Regions from separate parts of the Macaca mulatta genome. Here region 1 is linked to region 2. The links are chromatin contacts, called in public Hi-C maps. All regions are on one chromosome and are shown on one strand. Each heading gives the region's core, a stretch centred on a gene start, on an enhancer-like site or on the middle of the called end of the contact. The rest is flanking DNA. Distances are from core to core; before and after follow the strand shown. Region 1 holds the start of SSBP1 (single stranded DNA binding protein 1). Region 2 holds the start of AGK (acylglycerol kinase).

Region 1 (4,739 bases), core at 845-3,344, 190 kb after region 2:
TTAAAAAAACCAAAGGTAGAAAAAAGCTTACAGAATAAGGATATAAGAAAAATATTTTTGTATAGTGGTACAGTGTGTGTTGTAAGCTAATTGTTATTACAAAAGAGTTAAAACGTAAAAAATATTGAAAGATTTATAAAGTTATAGTAAGTGAAAGTTTATTGAAGGAAGAAAAATATTTTTTATAAACAGAGTGTAGCCTAAGTGTATAGTGTTTATGAAGTGTTTAGTGGGGTACAATAATGTCCTAGACCTTCGCGTTGGGTTACCACTCACTCACCCACTCACCCACAGCAACTTCTAATTCTCCAAGCTCCATTCATGGTAAGCGCCCCATACAATTTTTATCTTTTATACTGTATTTGTACTGTACCTTTTCCATGTTTACATATGTTTAGACACACACTTACCATGAATTACAATGGTCTGCGGTATTCAGCACAGTCCCATGCTGTCAGGTTTGCAGCCTGGAAGCAACAGGGCACACCAGTGACACAGCTGAGGTGTGTCGCAGGCTCTACCATTTAGGTCGTGAAAGTACATTCTATGGTGTCCGCACAGCAACGAAATCGCCTAATGACGCATTCCTCAGAACATTCCCTGTTGTTAAGCTACACACGACTCTTATTTTGTTCCTCCCGGATTTCTTGCATTAATTTTTACCTTTTAAAATATTACATTAAGATATTATTTGATTGCCAGTTTTTCTGGTGCTCCCTTAAATTTGACGGCCTGTCAGCCCTTCCCCGGCTCCCCTTTCTTTTTCTGCTTTTCTTAGTGCTTTAACAGGCCTGGAACGTTTTCTTTTTCTTTTTTTTCTTTAATTTTCTTCTTCTTCTTTTTTTTTTTTTTTTGAGACAAAGTCTCGCTCTGTTGCCCAGGCTGCAGTGCGGCGGTGCGTTCACCGCTCAATGCAGCCACGACCTCCAGGGCTCTGGTGATCCCCCGACCCCAGCCTCCCGAGTAGCTTGGACCCCAGGCGCGCGCCACCACGCCCAGCTAATTTTATACTTTTTGTAGAGACAGGGTCTCACTATGTCGCCTAGGCTGGTCACAAATCGTTTTCCTTTCTCCCCCCACAGGCAGAGCTAGTCTCTGTTTTGCCTACCTCGCCCCCTCCCGGGCACAGTTAGAAACCTCATCACAGAATTTCATTTAATTTGAACCTTGAAACCTTCCAAACTCACCACTTGGCGGCGTTGATCATCCTCCCGCGACCAAAGAGAAACTCGCGGAACTTCAGAGTTAAGGGGCGGCGTTTCCCACGGCGCTCGCCGGCAGTATTTCCAAGGCGCACGTTGTGGAGTTTCTGCTTCCTTTTTCCTCTCGCGAGCTTTGCGTTCCCTGTGCCCCGGAAGTGATCCCCTGGTTGGCTCGGCTGCTCGGGTTAGAGCGTCGGGTGAGGGAGGGATAGCAAGCGCTAAGCAAGTGGTGGAGTCCTGTGTTTTGGCTGCGCGTGATCCTGCGTGGGTCGGAAGGTGTTTCTGTAGGTGTCTGGCCCTTTCCTCAGTCGTGCCGAGGACTGCGTGATTTCTTCCCAGTTCTCCTCGGTTTTCAGGTGGTGGCGCCACCTCCGGTAAAGGGTGCCCACCTCTCCCCACGGTGTGGCTGGCTAGCCCGGGGATCTCTACGCTGCTTGGTCTTTGCTAACGGAGATGAAGGCAGTAATTTTTCAGCAACAGGTTTCAGATATAAGTCCCTTGGTGACGCTAATAGTTTTTGAGCCTTTACTATGCCTAAACTTTTTTAGAAGTTTAGAAAATGGCAGTGAATAAAGCAGATAAAAATCTGTGCCCTAGGGGAGCTTGCATTGTAATCAGATTTGAGAAGAAGTGGATTGGAAGTGGGATTAACTCACAATCAAAATTTTGTCTGGGTTGGAGGAAGAGGAAGTTGTTTGGGACCTAAATGACACAGGTGTGAGTTTATTTGGGAGGGAGGAAGGAATCCTCATCAGGTGTGCAGGAATGTTGGTACGTTGTGGTCACAAAATTGGAGTGCATAAGAATTATGAATGCAGTTAGGAATTTAGGACTGGTGAGTTGTGCTTTTGCCATAAGAAGTAATGTTTCTCATTTTGTTTTTTTCCTTTAGGAAGAGCCTAAAGATTAGACTGTAAGGAAAGAAAATAGAAGCCATGTTTCGAAGACCTGTGTTACAGGTAGTCACTTGTCTGTATTAATATTGAGATGTATTACTATCAGCGGTGATCAGAAGACTTCTTCAGGCTTTTAACTACAGGGCTAAAGACCTTTGAGCTCACCCACCCACCTCTGTACTCAACTGATACGGAGGATTGGTAGTGTAAATTTTGCCAGTGTAAATTATGTTCACTAAAACAAAAAAAAAGTTCAGGTTTATTCACATATGTAATAGGAATCATTAATTTTTAAAACGTGTGTGTGTTGCTTGAATTTAAGCAGTGAGAGAACATTATAGGTCTTTAGTGACCTAAAGACTGTAGGAATCATTGTTCCAACTTTTTTCTTAAGGCGTGTAGTTGCTTTTTTGACCGTCTACCTCCTGTGTTGCTAAACGTTCCTCTTCCCCCATCTTTCCACCCTGAAGAGAGCAGCTCAAGTCTGAATGGTCACCACAGATTTCACTATGTAGAAAATGCCTTCTCATTCCACTTAATATGGCTCCTCACTTTTCCAGTCACTCTAGCCCACCTTGAGCCAGTTTAGACTACCGTTTTTCCTCACTTACCACATTTGGGCACCAACTCCTGTAGATTCTTCTTTGGCTCTCCTACTCCCCATCCTCCTGTGAAGATCAATAAAGAATCAGTTCCTCCATGACTCTGTCATTTTTCCCACCTTAATCCTATATTCTTGGATCCCCCCTTTAACCTGTATGTATCTTTAATCTATTTTTTCTGTATTGAAATGTGAAACATAAAAAAGTTATTACTTAACACTAATGTTACAGTATTAAAATGTCTTTAAATAAGAGTTAAAAGTTTAATTTTAAAAAGTATCCAAGTTAAATAATCCTTTCCTAATCTTTTCCAGTAGGCTTTGATTTTTGTGTGCCCCAAATGAGACATTGTTATCATGTAAGATTTATGAGCTCTTGCTTGTCTGAGCACTGAAATGAGTACATTTCCAGAATCATGACACAGGTTCTCATTAGCAGTTTGATTCTATAGTATGTTGTACTCATATCTTTATTCTCTTACCCACACTGTGCCCCTAAGTTTAGTGATAGGATTAGATAGCCAACAGCACCCTGGGAATTGGTGTTTATTTGATTGGTGGGCTTCTGCTTTTTATATTAACAGTACTGCCACTTCGAAAATGTTTCTCTGATAGAATGGCTAGCTCTCTCAACTCTGTATTCAGTGATGTGTACTCCCATCTTTACAGTAGCTCTTGAAATTCAGGAGGCAGCAAGGGGCTTTGGGAAAGTAGTAGCATTGGTGTCAAAGGGCCTGGGCCTTGAGATCACTCGCCACATACTTCCTGCGGGATCTTGGGCAGGTTATGCAGTCTCTCCGAGGTTGTTTTCTCAGCTCTAAGTGGGGATAATTTTACATAACTTGTAGATTTAGTTTTATAATTGATTATAGATAAATCTCTTAGCTGATAGTAACCATTGCTGCTATTATGTGGTAGTGACTACCTTTTCCGACAATGATGTGATTTTGACTTGGACAGTCGAATCTTTGTGTTTAATCAAAGAACCAAATTTATTAGACCTTTTCTGATGCACTGAAAGCATGAAATTTCCCATGAAATATTTATAGAAATTGTATTAGGCTAAGCTCACTACTGAAGCTGTTTAATTTTTGCGATAACCTTGTGAAGTAGATATTACCTATCATAATTTTTGCTGATTTTAAAATGAAACACTTTAGGTTAATCATATTTGAGGCATCCTAATTCCTTTTAAGGTCTGAAGGAGCAACCGGGGGAAGGCAGTTACATAGACACAGGGAATCTGACTTTGGAATATGTTCCTGTTGCTGTGTCAGAAAGTCCCTCATGTGGTTAGTTCAAGAATGTATTGTTTTATTGGGATTTAACCTATTTCTCATTCTCTAAACCAGCAGACCCCAACCTTTTTGGCACCAGTAACTGGTTTCACGGAAGACAATTTTTCCCTGGAGGAGGCGGGTGCCGCGGGGATGGTTTGAGGATGAAACTTTTCTACCTCAGATCATCAGGCATTAGTTAGATTCTCATGAGCAGTGCACAGCCTCGATCCCTCGCATGAGCAGTTTATAATGGGGTTCGCACTCCTATGAGAATCTAACGCCCCTGCTCATCTGACAGGAGGCGGATCTCAGTAATGCTTGCTCACTGCTTGCCGCTCACCTCCTGCTGTGCAGCCGGGTTCCTAACAGGCTACAGACCTCTACTAGTCCTTGACCCGGGAGGCTGGGGATCCTCCTCTAAACTAGCTCATTGTTATGACTGAGAGTGAGGCTTTGCATTTATTCCACACCTCCTGACACTTGTTTGATCATTGCGTATGTTATTAATGAATCTACTTATTAAATTATTAATTATAAAACATCTCTTTTTACTCTCCTTTGGCCTAATGATGGATTAAATCAGTACCCATGTTGGATCTAAATTTCTTAATTTCTAAAGTCTACTGTAACCAAAATATAGTAATAATATAGCAGTTGTTTATACTAAAAAAAAAAAAATTAGAGGATGTATATATTGGATATATATAGTACTTTTTGTCTCTCCAGCTAATGAAAGCTGGATTTTGAAAATACTTGGCAG
Region 2 (4,920 bases), core at 919-3,418:
CTAAGACAGTGTGTACTAATTCGTTTCTTGTGGCTGCTGTAATAAGTTACTACATACTTAGCAGCATAAAACGACAAACTTTTATTATCTTATAATTCTGGAGGTCAGAAGTCTAAAATGGTCCTCAGGGTTGCATTCCTTCTGGCTCTAGGGGAAAATCCACAGGCAAACATACAAGCATGAGCACATTCCATGTGGTCATACTCACATTCACACGTGATGCAGATGTCCCAGCCATGATGGATCTGGTCTTTAGGGGCCCTGAAGAACGGAAATGAGTACAGAACTCCCTATTCATATAATCCAAAACAAAATCAGCCCCAAAACAACACCAGCAAAAAGCATACATATGTGTGAAGTTAAAAAAAAATTCTTTCTAGATTGTTCTGATTGGACAATTACGGAAAGTTCATCAAAGCTGACCTTTTCTTATTTGGGGAACCACTTTCATGCTGAAGCCCTAAAGCATATGCTGAGTCTGAACCTTGGAACATCAGCATCAAGTCTCAGATTTTTCTAGCCTGCAGGTGAGCAGCTCAGCAGCTTATCTCCACACATAAACGCTTTAGATAGTTGGAAAAGAAGAACTGAAAATAATGGTCTTCCATACTCTATGACAACATTTTAAAGCTAGAAGGGTTTTTAAAAATGGTAATGTTCTCAGTCCCCTAGTTTACAGGTAGAGACTCAGGAGAGAGGGCTAGAAAGTTCTTGCTACTAAATAGTGTGACCCAGTGAGGACTGGTGCACCCTGGCATAAGGAATAGGTTTACTGCACCATAACTTCATTGAATGTTTCCCCCCACCGCCTTTTTTTTGTTTTGTTTTTTGTTCTGAAGCATTCAACTAGGGGGACATAGGTAAGTCTACACGTAGGAAATGCGCAGACTCAAGCGCCATGGGGCAGGAACCATGAAGGGCATTGTACCTGAGCATATCCCCAGTGCCTGTTGCAGGGCCTAGCACACTTTCAAATGTTGGTTGACAGGCCGGGTGCTGTGGCTCAAGCGTATAATCCTAGCACTTTGGGAGGCCGAGGTCGGTGGATCACTTGAGGTCAGGAGTTCGAGACCAGCCTGGCCAACATGGCGAAACCCCCGTCTCTACTAAAAATGCAAAAAAATTTAGCTGGGCTTGTTGGCACACATCTGTAATCCCAATTACTCGGGAGGCTGAGGCATGAGAATTGCTTGAACCCGGGAAGCAGAGGTTGCAGTGAGCTGAGATTGTGCCACTGCACTAGAGCCTGAGAGAGTGAGACCCTGTCTTAAAAAAAAGTTGGCTGACTGAATGCTGGAAGGAAGAAGGACCTGGCTTGGTCCCCACCCACACCAATCTGGGGGGCGAGTACAGAGTGTAAACTGTCTGGAGGTTGGCATTGGCCTAGCTTCTCCGTTACTCTCTTGTTCTTTAGAATCCAATCAAGCACCTGTGGCCAGAGAGATGTGTAAAATGGAAACCAGTCCCACCAGTCCCTGACTGCACCCCCTCAATGCCTTCTCGCCCTGTTTAACGTCATGTCCAAACTCCTGGCCGCGGTGGCCTGTCTCCACCTCTCCAGCTTCCTCGCTTGGCTTGGCCTTTCTCCTTAGCTCTCTCTGCCTCACCCGCACCGGCCTGCAACTCGCCAGACTGCCCCAGGTTTCTGAGCTTCTGCACAGGCCCTTCCCTCTCCAGGCTCTCTCCCCTGGATCTTTGCTTCAGCTGCTCCTTCTTGACATTCAGGTCTCAGACCAATGGCCCCGTACTCAGAAGGCCTAGCACAGGCCGCCTAATTTCACGCAGTTCTCCCCCAACCCGCGCTGCCTTCCGTCACCCGTTTCATTTTCTTCATGGCACGGAGCACCATCTCCAACGGCCTTGTTCATTTAGTTAATTTATTTTCCGACTTAGTTCCAGGCGCTAAAGCAGTGTTACCTTGGCAGACTTCCCATCAAATATAATAATATTTGCAAAGGATGGATGGATGAAAGGAAGAATGAGCCAATCAACGAGGGAACGCGGGGAAAGGCAGCCTCAGGGCGGCAGGCCCTGCCACCCACACCGTCCCTGGGCATCCAAGCCGGTTCCCGCCCCCGGCCCGCGCGCGCTCGCAGACCCGCGGCGGAACCCGAGGGCAGCGGCAGCGGTTTCCCTTGAACGAGCCGGGGAATCTGGTGGGAGCACACAGGAAAGGCAGAGCCGCGAGCTGGACCAGCCGTGGTGAGTGCAGCGGCGTCCGGGCGGGGAGCGGAGTGCGGGGCGCTGGGAACGGGCGCGCGAGCGGGGTGGTAGTCGGGATGGGGGCCCGGGGCGCTGGGCGGAGCCTCTGGAGTCTCGCTGGGCCGAGAGCCTCGGGTACCCGAGCATCAGGCGTTGTGGGTGCAGGCGGCTGCGCGGCTTGAGGGTAGGGGGTGCGGGCCTGGCCGGCGCGGCGGGGGAGGGCCTCGCGCGGATCTCGTGGTCACTGCGGGAGTCAGCTGCCCTGGGTTCGAGTCCCAGAGCTGTTGCTAACTTGTGAACCCTCCCTCACTCCACCCCTTGGACTTCAGTATAGTCCTTTGCAAAATGGGGTCAATAGTATCCCATCCATTGATGGGATGGTTGGTTCATTCATTCTGGCGCTTTACTAGGTTCTGGTGCTGCAGATGGATAGACAGAACTTGCCCACGAGGGGTTCACTGTCTAGTGAGAAAAACATTTCCACCTGGATGCTCCACAGGCATGTCAAATTCAGTGTCTCTTAAACCGCACTACTCTTCTCCACAAACCTACCACTCAAATCTAAATGATTGGAATCACTATTCAATCAGTCACCCAAGCACAAAAACCTGGCTTGGTTCCTCCTCTCTCACTTCCTACAGTCAATGAACCACCAAGTGCTGCCAATTTCTACTTTCTAAAGCTTTCCAAATCCATCCTTTATCTTGGTTTGTTCTTTTAGGTGCCTAGAGATTATGGCAATAACTTCCTAATGGTTCTCTTTAGCTTTAATTTTAGCTTCTTCCAGTTCATTTTTCATTCTGCTACAAAGTGGTCTTTTAACAGTTCAAATATGATTATATCACCCACCTGCTTAAAGCTCATTAAAGGTTTTTCATTGTCTTCAAAATAATAGCCAAAGTCCTTAGTGTGGGTTCAAGGTGGTCTTTTCTAAACCCCCCGTGGTCCTCAATCCTTTATCTCTAAACCACTGTTTCTCAAAGTCTGGTATAGTGGTGACCTCCATTACAACCAACATGGGAGTACTTGTTAAAAGTGAAGATGACAGCTTAATTCCAAAACAAATGAGACTCTTTGGGGAGGGGGCAGTTTCCAGGATTCTGTGTTTTTAACAAGTCCTGCACTAAAGGTTGAGAACCCCTGTTCTAGACACTCCAATTTTTACTCTGCTGTTGATGGGGTACGGGACACACTGCCCCAAAATATGACTCGTTGGCATTAGAGGAAACAACTGAAGCAGGAAAGTCACTTTGTGGCTTTTCCACTCTTCTCCCCTGAAGCAGGCCAGGAAATAAGTCTTTGACCTTCTTCTGTATGAGACCCTCCTGTGAGAGGTGCTCATCCTATGAGTATAGGATCGAGGAAAGGAATGCCCTTATCTTTGAAGACACAGGTACACAGAGAAGAATCTGAACAAACAGGCCTTGCTAAGTTCTCCCTAGCGTATTACCGTGAGATCATACCCCCTTTTTCCAGTCATACTTCTCCACGGCCGTCCACTCTGCATCAAACCTAGCATAAAAATACATGAATTTACCCGTTTCTGGGTATTCATTTTCTTAGGAAGGTTCCTGTGTCGCCTAAAACTTACCTTAAATAAATATGTATGTTTTTCTCTTGTTAATCTCTCTCTTGTTATAGGGGTCTCAGCCATGAACCTAGTTCTCCCCTCACTACCTACGTATTTTTCTCTCAACACACTTTACTGTCATTTATGCCTTTGTACACTCTCAGTTTGGGCTACTGTAAAAAAAAAAAAAAAAAAAAAACCAAAAACTGGGTGGCTTAAACAACAGAAATTTAATTCTTACAGTTCTGGAGGCTGGAAGTCCAAAGTCAGGGCCAGTATGGTTGAGTGCTTGGTGATAGCCCTCTTCCTTGGTTTGTAGATATCTCTTCTTGCTGAGTCTAGTCTTATAAGGACACTAATCCCTTTCATGGGAGCCACTCTCATGACCCAATTATCTCCCGAAGGCTCTATCTCCTAATACCATCTCACTGGGGATAGGGCTTCTATATCAGCATTTTTGGGGAACACAGCATTCAGACAATAGCATCCACAAAGCTCCTTCGTTACTTTAGTGACTCCTCCTCATTCTTCAGGGCTCAGGGAAGACTTCATTGACTGTGCGTCACCGCCTCAGCCCTAGACCAGGTTAGGTTCATTCTTGGCAGACTCTCACAAAGCCTTGTGCTGACTCATTTATCTCACTGTACTGCAATCATAATTGTATAATTGTGTTAGCATTGTGGGTTTGACAGTTGTGATTACTTGAGAACGAATGAGACCGGTTCTTCTCTGCCCTCACACTCAGCACAGAGCCTACCACATAGGTGTTTATTAAAGGGCTCTTGAATGAAGGAGTGATTTAGGGTCAGATGGAGAGGAGTTCAATAATTAGTTGGGGGTTTGGAATCATGTGTCAGCCTGACGTTGTATGGGATTCACAGGAAGATGGTCTCCCTGGCATTGGCTTCACTGCTGCTTTCGATAAGGATGTTTCTTCCCTTGAGAGGAATTTTGTTTTTTTGTTTTTTTTTTTTGAGACGGAGTCTCGCTCTGTCGCCCAGGCTGGAGTGCAGTGGCCGGATCTCGGCTCACTGCAAGCTCCGCCTCCTGGGTTCACGCCATTCTCCTGCCTCAGCCTCCCGAGTAGCTGGGACTACAGGCGCCCGCCACCTCGCCCGGCTAGTTTTTTGTATTTTTTTTTAGTAGAG

What was found. A called contact is a pair of places that touch in the nucleus more often than the background predicts.
Region 1: a contact with region 2 is called in a Hi-C map of fetal cortex germinal zone, with 4 times the contacts expected there. The contact joins the promoter of SSBP1 here to the promoter of AGK in region 2. A contact is called at or near these places in 2 of 14 Hi-C or Micro-C datasets (blood and fetal cortex germinal zone).

What each region holds. Positions count from the first base shown.
Region 1 is chr3:181,562,301-181,567,039 of T2T-MMU8v2.0, forward strand. SSBP1 (single stranded DNA binding protein 1) reads left to right here and starts at 2,095. Exons shown (of 6, transcript NM_001266152.1): 1 at 2,095-2,161. The coding sequence starts at 2,138. LOC144339993 (a long non-coding RNA gene) reads right to left here and starts at 1,144. Exons shown (of 3, transcript XR_013415656.1): 1 at 411-1,144.
Region 2 is chr3:181,372,159-181,377,078 of T2T-MMU8v2.0, forward strand. It overlaps AGK (acylglycerol kinase), which reads left to right and starts at 2,169. Exons shown (of 16, transcript NM_001260561.1): 1 at 2,169-2,202. It overlaps LOC114677135 (a long non-coding RNA gene), which reads right to left and starts at 2,105. Exons shown (of 4, transcript XR_013415655.1): 1 at 1,918-2,105; 2 at 209-261.